Regions from separate parts of the Hordeum vulgare genome. Here region 1 is linked to region 2. The links are chromatin contacts, called in public Hi-C maps. All regions are on one chromosome and are shown on one strand. The core of a region is the stretch at or near the end of the contact, and the rest is flanking DNA. Distances in the headings are between cores, read along the strand shown. Region 1 holds the start of LOC123425862. Region 2 overlaps LOC123425861 (a long non-coding RNA gene).

Region 1 (7,134 bases), core at 1,912-4,411, 93 kb after region 2:
ATAAATAGCTAAAACCTGATAATAACTAAACCGAAAAAGAAAACGAAAACCTAAATCCCTAACGGGCCGAATTCGAACATGGGCCTAACAGAGCAAGCGCTTAGATAAATAAAAACGCACTGGCGGGGGTTAAGCTCACCTCGGTGGGCCTCGGGGCCGGCCTGGCCGAGGCGAGGAGGGGGCCAAGTGGGCCGAGGCGGCGCTGAGGCAGCCCGGCGGCTAGCGAGGCCAGCGGTCGGCTCGGGCTGCCGTAATGGGCCGGGGCGACGCAGCTGCAGGCCGCAGCGGGGAAAGGCCTAGACGGGAGGAGGCCTGCCAGGGGGGCGCTGCGAGGAGGCGGGGCGACGCTCCTCGTCTCCCGACCTGGAGCTGCTGGCGGCGCACCTGACAGCGACGGGCACGTCGGGGCGAGGGAGGTCGAGGAGCGGCGGCGGCGGCGGCCACGAACCCGACGACGAGTGCAAGGGAGGCCGGATCCGGCCGGGATCCACCGGATCCGGGCGCCGGAGGGCACTGGGCGGCGAGCACACGAGCTTCGAGGCCATGGCGCGCGGCTGCCGGCGGCGGCGCAGCGAGGGCTCGAGCGAGCTGCGGGGGAGACGCGGGACCCGGCCGCTGGCTGTCGCGGCTCCGGTAGCACGGCTCGGCCAAGGGCACGGCGGCCATGGGAGGCGCGGCGCAGGGACGAGAAAGGGGCGGCGGCGGCTGCGTGGCGACGGCGGTTCGGGCTCGGGCGGGCCCCGGATGGGCTTCGCGGGCCCGGCGGCGGCGGCAGGGGAGAGAGAGGTGGGGCGGCGGCTAGGGTTAGGTTTGGGCTGCGCGGAAAACGAGGAGGAGAGAGGTAGCTGTCCTAAAATAATAAGAGGGTCTATATATAGACAAACGGGGGGCTCAGTTAACCGGAATCGCGATCCGGATCCAACCGCGGGGTCGGATTCGGACGATTCCGAACGCGGGGCGTGCTACGTGGCCGTGTTGTGTAGACATCCGGAGACGAGAGGGAGAGCGGGCGGCGCGGCACGAGTTTTAAAACACCGACAGACGTCCGACGGTAGCCCGAATACGGTGCCGCTACGGTCGACCGTTCGGGTACCAGACGGTCTTCGATCGCGACGAAATTCGACAGGCGGCCTAGCTATAACTAAACACGACCGCACGTCAAATCTCAACCCGATCAGAGAAAGTTTTAAACGCACTTTAAAAACAGGGTTTCGACGTTGCCGCGGGCGCGTGCGTGTGCGGTCGGGCTCAGAACAAACAACGACGAGAACCGGCGACTACTAACGAATGCAAGTTTTGAAAACTGGCGGCAACGGAGATGCCGATGCAATGCAGATGATGCGATGATGATGCGGCAACTGAAAATTCCCACACGACGAAAACGAAAAGAAAAGGGGAAGCTTCTGGAACGTCGGTCTCGGGCTGTCACAGTGCGGCAGGTTCACGTCTAAAGGAATCAAATCCATTCTCATTAGCTCTAACCTTGCGAGCCTCCCCATGTATATGATGGGGATGTATATCTTGCCCGAAGGCGTGCACAACGCCTTTGACAAGGAGCTGGTTAGATTCTTCTGGCAGGCAGGGAATGGTAGACCCAAGTATCACATGGTGAAATGGGCCGACATCTCCCTGCCAAAAGACCGAGAGTGCTTGGGCATTCCTGCGTCCCGCCGCATGAACGTGGCCCTGATGCTCCATTAGGTGTGGCGGATCCTGCAGGGAGACGGGGGTTTGTGGCTTCAACTGATTGAGGCCAAGTACCTTCGAGGCAGACCCCTCTTGGCCTGCTCGCTCGCGAATGGATCGCAGTTCTGGAAATCTATCCAGGGCATCAAGCACGATATTAAGTTGGGTCTGCGGGTCTTGGTGGGCAATGGGTCTAGGACCCAGTTTTGGTTAGATTCCTGGTTGGATGGGGAGCCTTTACGCTTTCGTTTTCCGAGGCTCTTTGCTATTTGCAATGACCCTGCTGTCATTGTCTCTGCGTCTGCTTTGGAGGACGGATGGCATGTTGTGTTCCGCCGTCCCCTCAGTTCAGCTGAGGTCCAGGACTGGGAATTACTATTGTCAGTGGTTCCCCTCCCGGTCTCGTCGGCCAGCGATAGTGTTTCTTGGAGTCTTTCTCCCTCGAAAGAATTCTCCGTTAGTTCGGTCTACCTGGCGTTGTGCAGGATGCCGGTCCTCCCGTGGTTATCCCCACTCTGGAAGGCACCGTTGCCCCTGAAGATTAAGATTTTTGTTTGGCAGCTTCTCCGAGACCGTTTACCTTCAGGGACCGAGGTGCTGAAACGCCATGGTCCGGGTAACAACATCTGTCCCTTGTGCCATGTCCCGGAGACTGGATCTCACATTCTGCTCTCCTGCGTCGCGGCACAGGCCCTTTGGTGCTTTGTACGCGAGGCTCTGGGGCCGGAGTGGGAGGCCTATGACCTTGCATATTTTCTGCACGTGCGGGCCACCCAGGTCGACCGTAAACGCCGACTGTTTTGGCTGGTCTTCGCAGCTATGATGTGGACTCTTTGGACTACTCGCAATAAAATGGTGATTGAGAAGGTGTTTCAGCGGCGTGCATCTGACTCGTACTTCAAATTCATTGCCTTCTTGTAGCACTCGCATCCGCTCGTTAGGACCCGAGACCGTGACCGGCTTCAGTGCTACCTGGACGCGTTGATGGTGGGCGTCCGACGGCTCTCCTCTACCTCGCATGCTGCTTAGCTGGTCCCTTTGATGGCATTTTTTGTTTCTTCTCTTTTCTTAGGCTGGATTGTGCTGCTGCCCCAGCGGGTCCTCTTTTCTGTCACTTTGTTGGGATGTGATGTCTGGATACTGGTTTATTTGCTTTATATATAAAGCGGGGCGAAAGCCTGTTTCGAGAAAAAAAAAGTTCTTTGAACGTCATTTTCACATATTTTGCATCCGTGTCATGCATTGTATCATCTCATATATCACCTCCGTCCTAAAATACTTGTCCTAAAGATGAATGTATTTAGACTTATTTTTGTTATAGATACATCCATTATATCCATTTTTAGGACAAGTATTTCTGAACGGAGGGAGTACTTTTTTTCAACTTCTTCTATCAACAAAATAATAGGCAAGGTCGTAAAAAAATGAGTAAATACGAATAACCCATAAATACACACCACTCGTCTTTGGCCGATAAGACAAGCGTTGTACACGGGCACATGACAAAACGAGAGAGGAGAGGAGAGGAGAGGGAAGGAGGGAGGCAATAAATGGAGGTGAGGTGATAATGATATAGGTCGCGGTCTTCAAAACACAGAGCGTTTGGTGTGACCCCATTGTCGATATCTCCTCTCCTCACCCTTCCCCTGTGTTCTTCAATTCAATTCTGGCCAGAAGCTGCCCCCCTTTTCTTCCCCACTTCTTCTACCCCTCTCTCCTCCTGCTGCGCAAAGATCTTCAAGCGCTTCAAGATTCACAAGGCCGGTAGGTAAGCCGCAGCATCCTTTTTATCTCGTTGCTTTGCGTGGTATCTCCAACGGCCGTGCTGTTGGGGGGTGAAAGAAAGATTTTACGCGAAATTGTTGGTGGGAGCTCCTTTGGGGATCCAATCCAGAGGTCCTGCCACTGCTATTTCCCCTCTCACCATTTCTTCTTGCGATTATTTTTGAGAAAAGGCACAAGGAGGAATGCAATGGTTTGGCTGGGTGCCATTTCTCTCGAATCTGTCCCGGATTGCTAATTGTCTATGGCTCCAAATGTTTGTTCTTCTCCCGAATTGTCACTTGTGTGTAGACTAGTCCATTAGTTTTTCATTTTCTCCTTAACTGGAGTAGCAAGACTGTGTTATGGAGAGCTCCTGTCCAGAGCCGCTCGTCTGGTGCTCCTTCTCAAGGAAATTTTCTGTTCCAGTTCTTGTGTTCTTCCGTTTCAGTGTTCCTTAGATTAATGAGTTTGGCCGGCGCTGCCACATGATTTGGTGCCGCATTAGATTAATCAGTCACTAGACCAGTAGTAGTAGCCCAAGGAATCCAAGAATAGGGATAGATATGCAGAAAAAAAGAATGCGGCAGGAGGAAGGAAGTAGTAGGTTCTTTGCTTTGCCCAGTTGGCATCCCATCAAGTGATGCTTGATGCCATTTGTTTCTTCTTGCTGCTGTTGGTGCCAAAAATCATTGTACTTATTATTAGGGGTACTACTTCTCTAGAAGGGGATAACATACCAATGTGGCCTACTTATTATTATTTTGTAAGCTAGAACATTTTTGGCCTACATGATATACAGTATATGGTCTAAAGGTAGTTATCAGTAGATGCACTGAGGGAATTAAGGCAGGAAAGATGGAGCAGAAAGCTTATGAGAAAAGGGGATAAAAATGTTTTGTGTCTAGTGCACCTTTATACCTCAGATGCTGGTCAAATTGTCCTGAAAGGCCCTCAATCAGAGGCGTAGATTACATGAACAAAGCTTTTAAAAGCATGCTGAGAGTTTTTTAATCCTTGTACACTGAGAGTTTTTTACAGGTTAGTTGTCCATTTGCTTCCGCCTTCTGGTACTAGTGTAATGTGTTATACACTAGTAGTTTCAGACTGTCGGTGCTCCGTCGCGTCATGTAATTCAACTCAATGTTGTGCGGAAAAAAAAATCAGGTTTTCTGGGGAAAGCGGTGTCGTTCTTAAGCATATTTACAGTATTTTTATTGCGAAAACATATTGGTACATGATGTGACTGCCCATCAAATTGTATCGGAACAAAGTACCATTTCTGCATGCAATGATTTTGTTAAATTTGTCGTGTGGGTAGCATTAGGAGAAATTGATTAGATTTGTTGGGTAGACATAATAACTAGGCTGATTAGTTGTGTGGATACCCCAAGTCCTCATCTCGGAGCAGAGCAGAAAGGGCTTGACTGCCATGCCATGCATGTTACTCCCCTAGTGGTATGATCATGACAGCCTTATTCTTGTCCATGTTTTCTCGAGTAACAATCATGGAAGCAAGTGTCTGTTAGTATTATACGCCTCTCATCTTGGATGACGAACACGCCATGATTTTCATCCGAGTTGTCGTGCAACTTTCTCCCTGGGTTTTCACCTTTGCAGTACACTGCCCCTGTCTCTCTCGTCAATAAATCTTGCTTCATCACCTTCTCATTTGTGACAAAGCCTAATCAGTTACCAGTCTTTTCTCATAAACAGATCATGCCGTGCGCTGCCGAGCTTGTCAACGGTGAGGGAGGCGCTATCAAAGTGGGCACAACCGGCACCATCGGCTCACTCATGACGAGAGAACTGGAGGCCATCAAAGTCACGCCGCAAGGAGCTGCCACCCCGCGCCTAAGACGCCAAAGCAGTCCGGTTTCGTTGCCATGTGGCGCTAGCCCCCGGAAGATCATCCTAAGGAAGAGCTCGTCCAGTGTTTCCAGCAGCAACAACAACAGTAGTAATGGCAGAGCTGACCGTGTGAGTGCTGAAGAAGCCTGCAAGACAAGGAGGAGCTCTCACCGGAACAAGTCCAGCTCCCCGATGCTGCACTCGGATGGTGTGCTGGTTGACAGGAGCCCCAACTTGGAAAAGGCCAAGAAGAAAGGAAATGTGCATGGCGTCGAGGTGGTGGATGTCAGGTGCGGTAATCCGATGAGCAGCCGTCTCAGGAAGCTGGGTTTCTCCAAGCTCTCAGAGACCTTTGCCTAGCCCTAACGGAAGATGACTGAAATCAAAGCTGCTGCTGCTGCTGCCGCTGCCCTTTCCTGGAGGGCATCTTGGGTTTCTTTGTGCAAGCCTTTGGAGGGCAACACGATGCCATCTTTGGTGAGCCAATCATTTCATCCACCTGACTGCCCTGCACCCTTGTGTGTCGCGATCCGGTTTAGCTCAGTTTTCCTGCTCATGTGTCCTGATGTGTGGAAAGTTAGTCTACGAAAAGCATTTCCCATCAGAAGCTAGATGTCAAATTGTCAATGGATGATATAATGTAAGGATGCGCGTGTTGTCGGAAAACCTTGCCCTTCTGGAATAGCAGATCAGTTTCCTAGAATCTTAAATTGAGTTGATGCTCTTAAGTGAACAATGCAGTTTCTGCCACCGTGATAGATTACTGCTGCAACTCGCAGTGGAACAACTTGCAAGTAGTACTACCTAAATAGCAGCTTTAGGCCTCCTTTGGTTTCATTTCATAGGGTAGGAAAGTTACGTCGTAGGAAATGAGATTTAATTCACATGATAGGATTTTTCCATTGAGTCTAGGTGTTTTTGTATGAAATGTAGAGAATAGGAAGAATGCCTTATAGAAATATTTTTTGCTGGAATTTGATCTATATATGGACCAGTCCAATAGCATTTTTATAATTCCTAATAAATTCTAGGAGCCCACTCAGTCCATTCATGCAACGCAAGAGGTGGGGCAAAAATTTAGTCTCATATTGTTCACTTAGTAGGAGTTGGATCTCTTTATAAGGAAGGTTGTTTTTCCACATGTATGAGCATGAAAACAAAAGAGACATACATGCACGTTCCTCTTTCATCGTCAGCCTTGCCACGTCACGACGTGTCACTCGTTGCGGTAATGAGCTAAGCCGTTATCTAAATTTTTGACACGCATGACTGGTATGTGAAAGGTTGGACGGGAGCTAAAAACGTTTTGTTGTAGTGGGGATTGAATACCAACGTTGCATCCTTTGGCTGCCGGTTTTCCGCTTCGTCTCCCATCTTTTCGTTTCGTTTTTTGTCACAACCTATTCACCTCAAACACAACAAACAGGTACTACACAACCTTTTCGTTTCGTCCGCTTAAATATGCAAGGCATGACATGCACAACAAACAAGTATTGTACATTACTTGAGGTTCAATATGCAACGAGTTGCATATTAACGAAACTTCGTGTTTGAACCATTTGGTTCACTCTCGTTTAATTACACGACAAGTTTACAAGAAGTGAAGCATAAGTAAACTGTTTATCTAGCCATTTTAAACAAGATCGAAAATAACATATAGCGTTTCTGAAACGATCCCATATGGAAATTTTGAAAATGATACACATCTGAAGTAAACATATTTTATATTTATTAAACATGAAAATAACGTGCACCATCGTATTCTACACGTTATTCTAGGCGCTTTACACACACACACATACATACATACATACATACATATATATATATATATAT
Region 2 (7,305 bases), core at 2,145-4,644:
GTGATACTCATGGAGTACTCGTGTGTTCAAATTATCGCTTCAAATTCAGTTGACAATAACTTGTTCACATTACTGCCAAATATTGATGGAGTTTTTACCAAATTCAGGTTGATGAGATGAATGTGGGCATCAACCAACCCCAGCAGGAGCTCCAGGAATAACCTCAACCTAGGTGTGCCGTGTGCAGCACCGGCACCACCGGTAGTGGCAACTCTAGGACAAGGCCTGGAGGTGGAGTGGAGGAGCGCGTGGGCCTGGAGATGGAGAGGAGGAGCGCCTGGACCTGGACGTGCACCCGAGATCGGGAGAGGAGAAGCGCCTGGACCTGGAAGTGGAGGCGCTTGGACCCGGGCGCAGTCTTGGAGGAGGAGGCGCCAGGATCTGGGTGGAGGTGGAGGTGGAGGGCGGGGCCAAAGGGGGAGGTCGAGGTCGAGGTCGGAGGTGGAGGTGGAGGGCGAGTGCGTGAGCGGAGGCGGAGGTGGAAGACGCTAAGGCCGCGCTTGGTATCGGTGTATTTCAATACAGAGGTATTTTATCTACAGGTGTAATTTACCGGGCAAGTAGCGATTTCCGGCCGAAAGCGAAACGACGGCCGGAGGCGTGTATTGTTTACAGCTGTATTGCTAATGAAAACGACAATCCAATCATGACCTTGTATTGTTTAGAATTTGAACCGAGGCCATAAAGGTCCATTTGCCCTTTTTCACCTGGTCGGAAGATAATCCCTAGTGACTTATTATTCGGAACGGAGGAAGTACTGATTTATCATTTTAAGTATGTTCACATAATATATACTGTATAAGATATTACAAAGTATGTTACATGAAAAAAAATAGTTAATCCATAATTTTTATAATACTATGGAATGCGTACATATTTGTACGTAAAAAAGAGTATGATAAAAATATGGTACATACTACCTAAAAGTAGTATATATATATTATCTAAATATTTTTATATACTACATACTACGCATACATATTCTCCGATATAATAGATACTACCTATAACATATCAAACAAAAGTGAGAGTAACTACACCGATCATACGAAATATTTGTTATATATATATATATATATATATATATATAGGACGACCGTTTGGGGCTCCTAGGTGCCCAGGCTCCTTGCATTTGCACCATTTAATTGCATTTAGATGTGTGTTACAAAGGGTAATGAATTAATCCATCACTAATTAGCAATTTTGAAACAATTATGAGACATAAATGAATGTTATTAAGCATGGTCTAGCACGTCATGCATGGAAATATATTTTAAAAAAGAAAAGTACTACACATTATGTATATGGACATTTATTTCATACAGGTATGAATTAGGTATGTATGAATTCATTTTTTAAGTATGTGCCCGTTTGATTTTTATATGTATATACTTAGAATATTTACTATATATGCACTAGATTTTTTCTACGTATATACCCAAAATACTTAGAACATATCGATTAGATTATGTATGTGCAGATTCATTTATTTAATACACACGCATTACATTGTTGACTACGTATATAGCAAAATATTTCGTATGTATGCATTACATTTTTTGTGTATCTATATACCCAGAATATTTAGTACATCCCATTCGACAGGGTCGGTCCTGAGATTTTGGGGGCCCGGAGCGAAACTAAAATTTAGGGCCCCTAAGTATAAATAAATAGTGCAGATTCCGTGGGAGATGAATTATGATCATGATCACTCACATTGTTATCGTCCGCGTCGATGTCAACATTGTCTTCTGTATGGATATCATCTTCTAGATTCACATTACTTGGTTCTTCCACAAAAACTAACGCCAACTCGTCTGGATTTTTTGAAGTGGTTGGGTTACTCGCCAAAAACTTACGAAGAAATCCTCTTTGTGAATCTACCAATTTTTAATCTCCTTTCCACTTTTTTCTTTTGACAGCACCTGATTCAGGCTTCATTACTACTCCCTCTGTTTCATTAATATAAGACATTTTAGAGATTTTACTATAGACTAGATATGGAGCAAAATGAGTGAATCTACATCCTAAAATATGACTACATACATCCGTATGTAGTTCATAGTGGAATATCTAAAAGGTCTTATATTTAAGAATGAAGGGAGTAATTCTGAAAATAAATAAATCTGAATCAAAAATAGGGCATTAACTACCCAAAGATTTAAAAGGAATCACTAGAAGTAATTGCAGGTCCAGATCCATCAGGCATCAGTAAATTGCAAACTAGAACGAGAACTGATCTACGAATCAAACTAGAACGAGATCCTCAGGAGAAGTGGAGAACAGATAGACTGACGGACATTACGGAAGAAGCAACCGGCGAGGGCCCTTCCGCGTGCCGGCGTGCGTGCCTGCGTGGCAATGAAGCCGACGTCCAGGGCCTGCCCGCAGCCCGCGTCGTAGTCTCGTACTCCTACAGATGAGAGTCGCGGCGTGCAGGGAGACGAGAGACAGGCATGACGAGAGACTTTACAATACCTAGTACATGCCTGATCTAGTATACATATTATATATGCAGCGGGCCCCCAACAATTTTGGGCCCCGTGCGGCCGCCCCCGCGGAAACCCCCCCCCCCCCCCCCCCCAGGGCCGGCCCTGCCATTCGATTACGTATGTATGGATTCACTTATTTAGTATGTATAGATTTTTTTTTGTGTCTATATATACCTAGAGTACACAATATTCTTGTTGTAAGTGCATACTCGTCGTATTTACATACCTCGGCATAAAATTTATGAGTATATACCCCTAGACAATAAATACATAATATCGTGTGTATACATGTATTTTTAGGTATATCTTCAGTATCATTTGTGGGTATGTCTCAAAAGAATATACGTCTATTAAAAAGAGTGTATTTTTTTTGGGTACGAACCATCCAAAGTATATAGTTTTGTATATATTTCCAAAGCATGTGTGCATTAAAAAATTGTATGCCGGCATGCAATCTTAGGACCTTGTATGTATGAAAATAATCATGTGTGGGTATTGGCATGCAATATACATTTCTAATAAAACTAAAAAAATCATGAGTGGATATATGGACGTACAAAAAAATCATGCATGGGCATACATACGTAGGAAAAAATCATGCGTATGTACGTAATTTCTTTAGTAAGTATTAGATACCCCTATTATATCGTTAGTAAACAAAAATACATGTATTTAGATACCCAACAATTCAGGAAAAAAAATCAAAAATTAATACAATTTATTGTATGGCAAGTCTTGCATGCCTAATCCTTAAAACATAAATAAAATATAAGTATGGAAAGTCTTGCATGAAGAATAGTTAGGAAACAAATCAAACATTCATTGTACAGCGAAGGATCAGGGTCACTGAAAGGTGGGGCCTGTCTGTTAGTGTCTGGTTCGGTCGATCCAATCAGGCTAGAGGTGGTCACTTGACGAGAGAAGGGCTCGAGCTCTCTTGACACAATCCTGGCGTCCATTCGGACCCACCAGTCAGCGGCTCAAACTATAGTGAAGCAACGCAGGGTGCCGGCGAGGAACAGAGATGGCGGTGGAGGCACCGGAGCTTCTCTGGTGACCCAACCACGCGGCGGATGGGTGCAATCGATTCGCAAAGAAAGTCCGTGCTCACACATGCAGCATACGACACCGAACGACAATGGGAACACGCCGGTGACGAGGTACAGAGGCGGCAACAGCAAGCTCGAATACGAAGCTACAATGAGCAAAACTTTCAGTTGACGACAGAAATGGACCCTACGCTCGACTGTGACCATATACGCATGCACACGCACGGCTTACTAGGTCGTAGCACTCGCTGGAGCTGAGGTCCAACAACGACGGGCTCGTGCTCTCATGGCAAACGGCCGAACGGGGCTACACAGAGCAATCAGGGCTTGTTTGGTTAATCCCTCCCACAAGGGGATTGAAGTAGATTGAAGTGGATTAAGGTGAATTTTGACTTGTAGGGGATTTAATCTCTTTCAATCCCCTCCAAACTCCTTTAAATTTTGAGAAACCAAGCAAAGCCTCAGAGAAATTGTAGGAGGGGATCGGCGAGGATGCTCGCCGCGAACACGTTGATGGCCTTAGCTTACCGGGAGGAGGTCAGAAACAAGCACGACAACGGTCACACACCTATGGGTGGCCGGAGTTGATTAAGGGGAATAATTTGGAGGTCCTTGACGTCCCACGGTGCGGAAGTGGATGTAGATGACGTAATCGATGTCAGAGAAGAAGACGGACATCGCGTGGTCGAGGACGGTGAACATTGGTTACGCGGGCGCCATCGCGAAGCTATGTGTCGTGTTGAGGAAGTGGTTGCTACGAGAGGGGTTAAATAGGGGCTAGGGCGAGCCGGGCGATCTCACACGCTCTCGGGCTCGCCATGTGTGCGGCGAGGTGAGAGGTGGACAAAAAGGTGGGTGCGGGTCGCTTTGGTGGCGAGGCTTACAGGTGGGGTCGGCTAGTCCACATGGAGCGTACGGGCTGAGGGGCGAGCGAGCGAGCAGGTGAGAAACGTTGGCACGCGTGCGAGGCACGCTAGATTGCGCTGCTGGGCTGCACTTGTAGCCTCCTCTCTCTATGTGTGAATTTTCTTTTCCATTTGATTAAAACAGAAACTTGTAGAAAACTCCAGAGAAAAATGAGAGGGTTTTTTGAATGAAACACAATGGTTTTGGACTCACCAAATTATGCTCTATTTAATAGGATTAGTTTGGATATTTTTAGAGATAGAAAAATAAATCAAGTTTGAATTAAATTCAAACTTGAGGTATTTCTGAACCCAAACAAATCTATATGAAACAGCTGAAATTTGGAGGTGGGATTGAGGAAAATATTTTAGGAGTTTTCAGAAAAATAGGGAACAATAAAATAAGTCAAGGTGGCACACTTTGCAAAATAAGAAGGAAATAGGAAGAAGTAAGGGGTTTTGTTTGGAATTGATTTGAGTTAATTCAAGGAAGGTCATGCCACCAAGTTGCAAGGCTCATCACAACAACACACTCACACTCAAACATATCATGATGCAAAAAAATGAAATGGATGTCATGATGCCATGATGCACAAATGGATGTCATCAAGCAAAACTTTATTACTCAAGTCAATTGATGGCATGGCATACAAGCTTGAACTCATGGAAATGGTTACAAGATTGGAAATTTACACTTGGGTTGTTATAGGAGCATTGGCCCGGTTTGTTGACTAATTATCCAGGGGTTAATTACTCCCTATGCAAGTTATTAGTTAGGTAAATGTAATACCAAAGTTGGACCTTGTCGGAAGATATTTAATCAAAGACGAATTACCAAGGGGGCCCCATAATAATCCCGAGCATGTTAGGAGCGCTCAATATGGAACATAATACCGATAATCGGAAACTAAGGCGACAATGGTGAAACAAAACACGAGGCAAAAGGTCGAGCCTTCCACCCTTCACCAAGTGTATAGAGGCATTAATTTAAATAGCAAGAATAATGGGATATCCCAAGATATCCATGTCCCAACATGGAACAAACTGTACGTGGAACTAGCAACAATATAAGAGGGGTTGAGCAAGCGGTAACATAGCCAAACAACAATTTGCTAGGGTGTGGAGGGTTAGAGGCTTATCATGGCATTTTGGGAGGCTTAGCAAATAAGTAGTAGGCAGTGAGACACAGCGATAGATACGAGACAACTAGCGTGACAATGATAGTAGTGATATCCAAGGTAATTGTCATCTTGCCTCAAATCCCGCTTGAAGAAGAACGAACCATGAAGTAGTCGAGCAAACATAGTCAAACAAATCCTCAGACTGTGAAACACTTTGGAAACTCTAGCGAGGAGAAGCAAATCCAAAAACAAACAAATGACACAGTAAACACCACAACATATTCATGACATGATGCGCAAACAAATATGATGCATGTCCATTTAATTATGCATGGCATGGCAAGCAAACCAATCAAGTACTACCCATTAATTGAGGCTCAATATGCAACGAGTTGCATATTGACGAAACTCAACATTTTGAATTGTTTTGTTCACTCTCGCTTATTTACTCAACAAGTTTAACTATTATTAAACATGGCAATGGTGAAGCATGAACAAACTATATTATCTAGGCATTTTAAATGAGGTCGAATACAACATATGGTATTTTCGAAACGACCCCATGTGCATATTAAGAATTTGGTCCTATTTTGCCTAAACATATTTTATATTTGTCAAACAGGAAAACAAAATGCACCATGTTATTCTGCATGTTTTTCAAAGCAAGTTACATATATAGTTCATTTGAGTCGAAGTTACGGTTATTAAGTTACGAAATAAACCGTTTTAATAGGTCATTAATGCAAACAACAAGTTTAAACATTTTTAACATGGATGAAAGTTGCATATTATTAATATTCACAAAAAATTAGTCAAGTTTCATATTAAAGTGTTTCAATCTGACATATGGTTAAAGAGTTATTTATGCAATAGGTGTTTTTCTGTAAAACTGTAATTCCTCGGATAATTAGGAAATTTGCAGCACGAAAAAAACTATGCGGGACGAATCTGATGAGCTAATTGGTTGAATAGATTGGGCACGGGATACAATATAATGAATGTGGGCGGTCGACGCGAGATGGCTCACCAGAGTGGCCTCGGGCCGAATCTAGCTGGCCGTGTGATGACGAGTTGATGGATATACTTCTCGCCCCTCGTTGGTTACCCCAAATGGAAGGTAGAGATGTAGTCAGCAGCAGATTTCCCTTACACGGGGATTGTAAGGTTTATCGAACCAGGAGGACTCCAAGGATCAACAAGTAGGTGTCCGCTGCTCTGGCCCTAGCAGAATACGTGGACCTGCACACACAACAAATAACTTTCCTCCCAACGAGTTCAGAGAGGTTGTCAATCTCTCCTGCCTTGTAGTTTGCATAGGATCAAAACACAAGCGGAATAGTGATAGTGATTGCAACGGAAAAGTAAATAAAAGCAGTAAATGGTGGAGGTGTAAACAATGGTGGTAATATGGACCAGAGTCCCATGATGTTCACTAGTGATGTCTCTCTCCCAAAAGACGATAAACAACTATGTTGGGTAAAAAATTTATAGCTAGGCAATTGACAGAATTATAAACGCACCGCAATGCTAATCATGCTACTAGAAAGTTAGAGGCTCAAAAGTAATGGGCAGTACGCCAAGACAAGTAGACCGTTTATCCATCAACATCTACTCTCTAATCATCCACCTTGGGATATCTATCCAGAACATCTCGCTGGTATTAAGTTGCGAGCCCCACCCAAAGTGTAAACTCAAAGCAACGGACAACTGCATTAACGAACTTTGCGTAAGGTAAACA

Evidence for each region. Hi-C and Micro-C count contacts between places; a contact is called where the count stands out from the background.
Region 1: a Hi-C map of leaf shows a contact between it and region 2, with 2.9 times the contacts expected there. The contact joins the promoter of LOC123425862 here to the enhancer-like site in region 2. A contact is called at or near these places in 3 of 6 Hi-C or Micro-C datasets (leaf and seedling).

The regions. Positions count from the first base shown.
Region 1 is chr2H:205,484,707-205,491,840 of MorexV3_pseudomolecules_assembly, forward strand. LOC123425862 reads left to right here and starts at 3,162. Exons shown (of 2, transcript XM_045109605.1): 1 at 3,162-3,450; 2 at 5,164-6,001. The coding sequence starts at 5,167. The coding sequence ends at 5,658.
Region 2 is chr2H:205,391,462-205,398,766 of MorexV3_pseudomolecules_assembly, forward strand. It overlaps LOC123425861 (a long non-coding RNA gene), which reads left to right. Exons shown (of 3, transcript XR_006621940.1): 3 at 108-706. Among protein-coding and RNA genes, the nearest start is that of LOC123425861, 5.6 kb to the left of the region's middle. Within about 2 kb of position 3,395, at least 2 of the 3 cell types and tissues checked have open chromatin away from gene starts, as enhancers often do. A contact at or near this core is called in leaf, where this site is marked.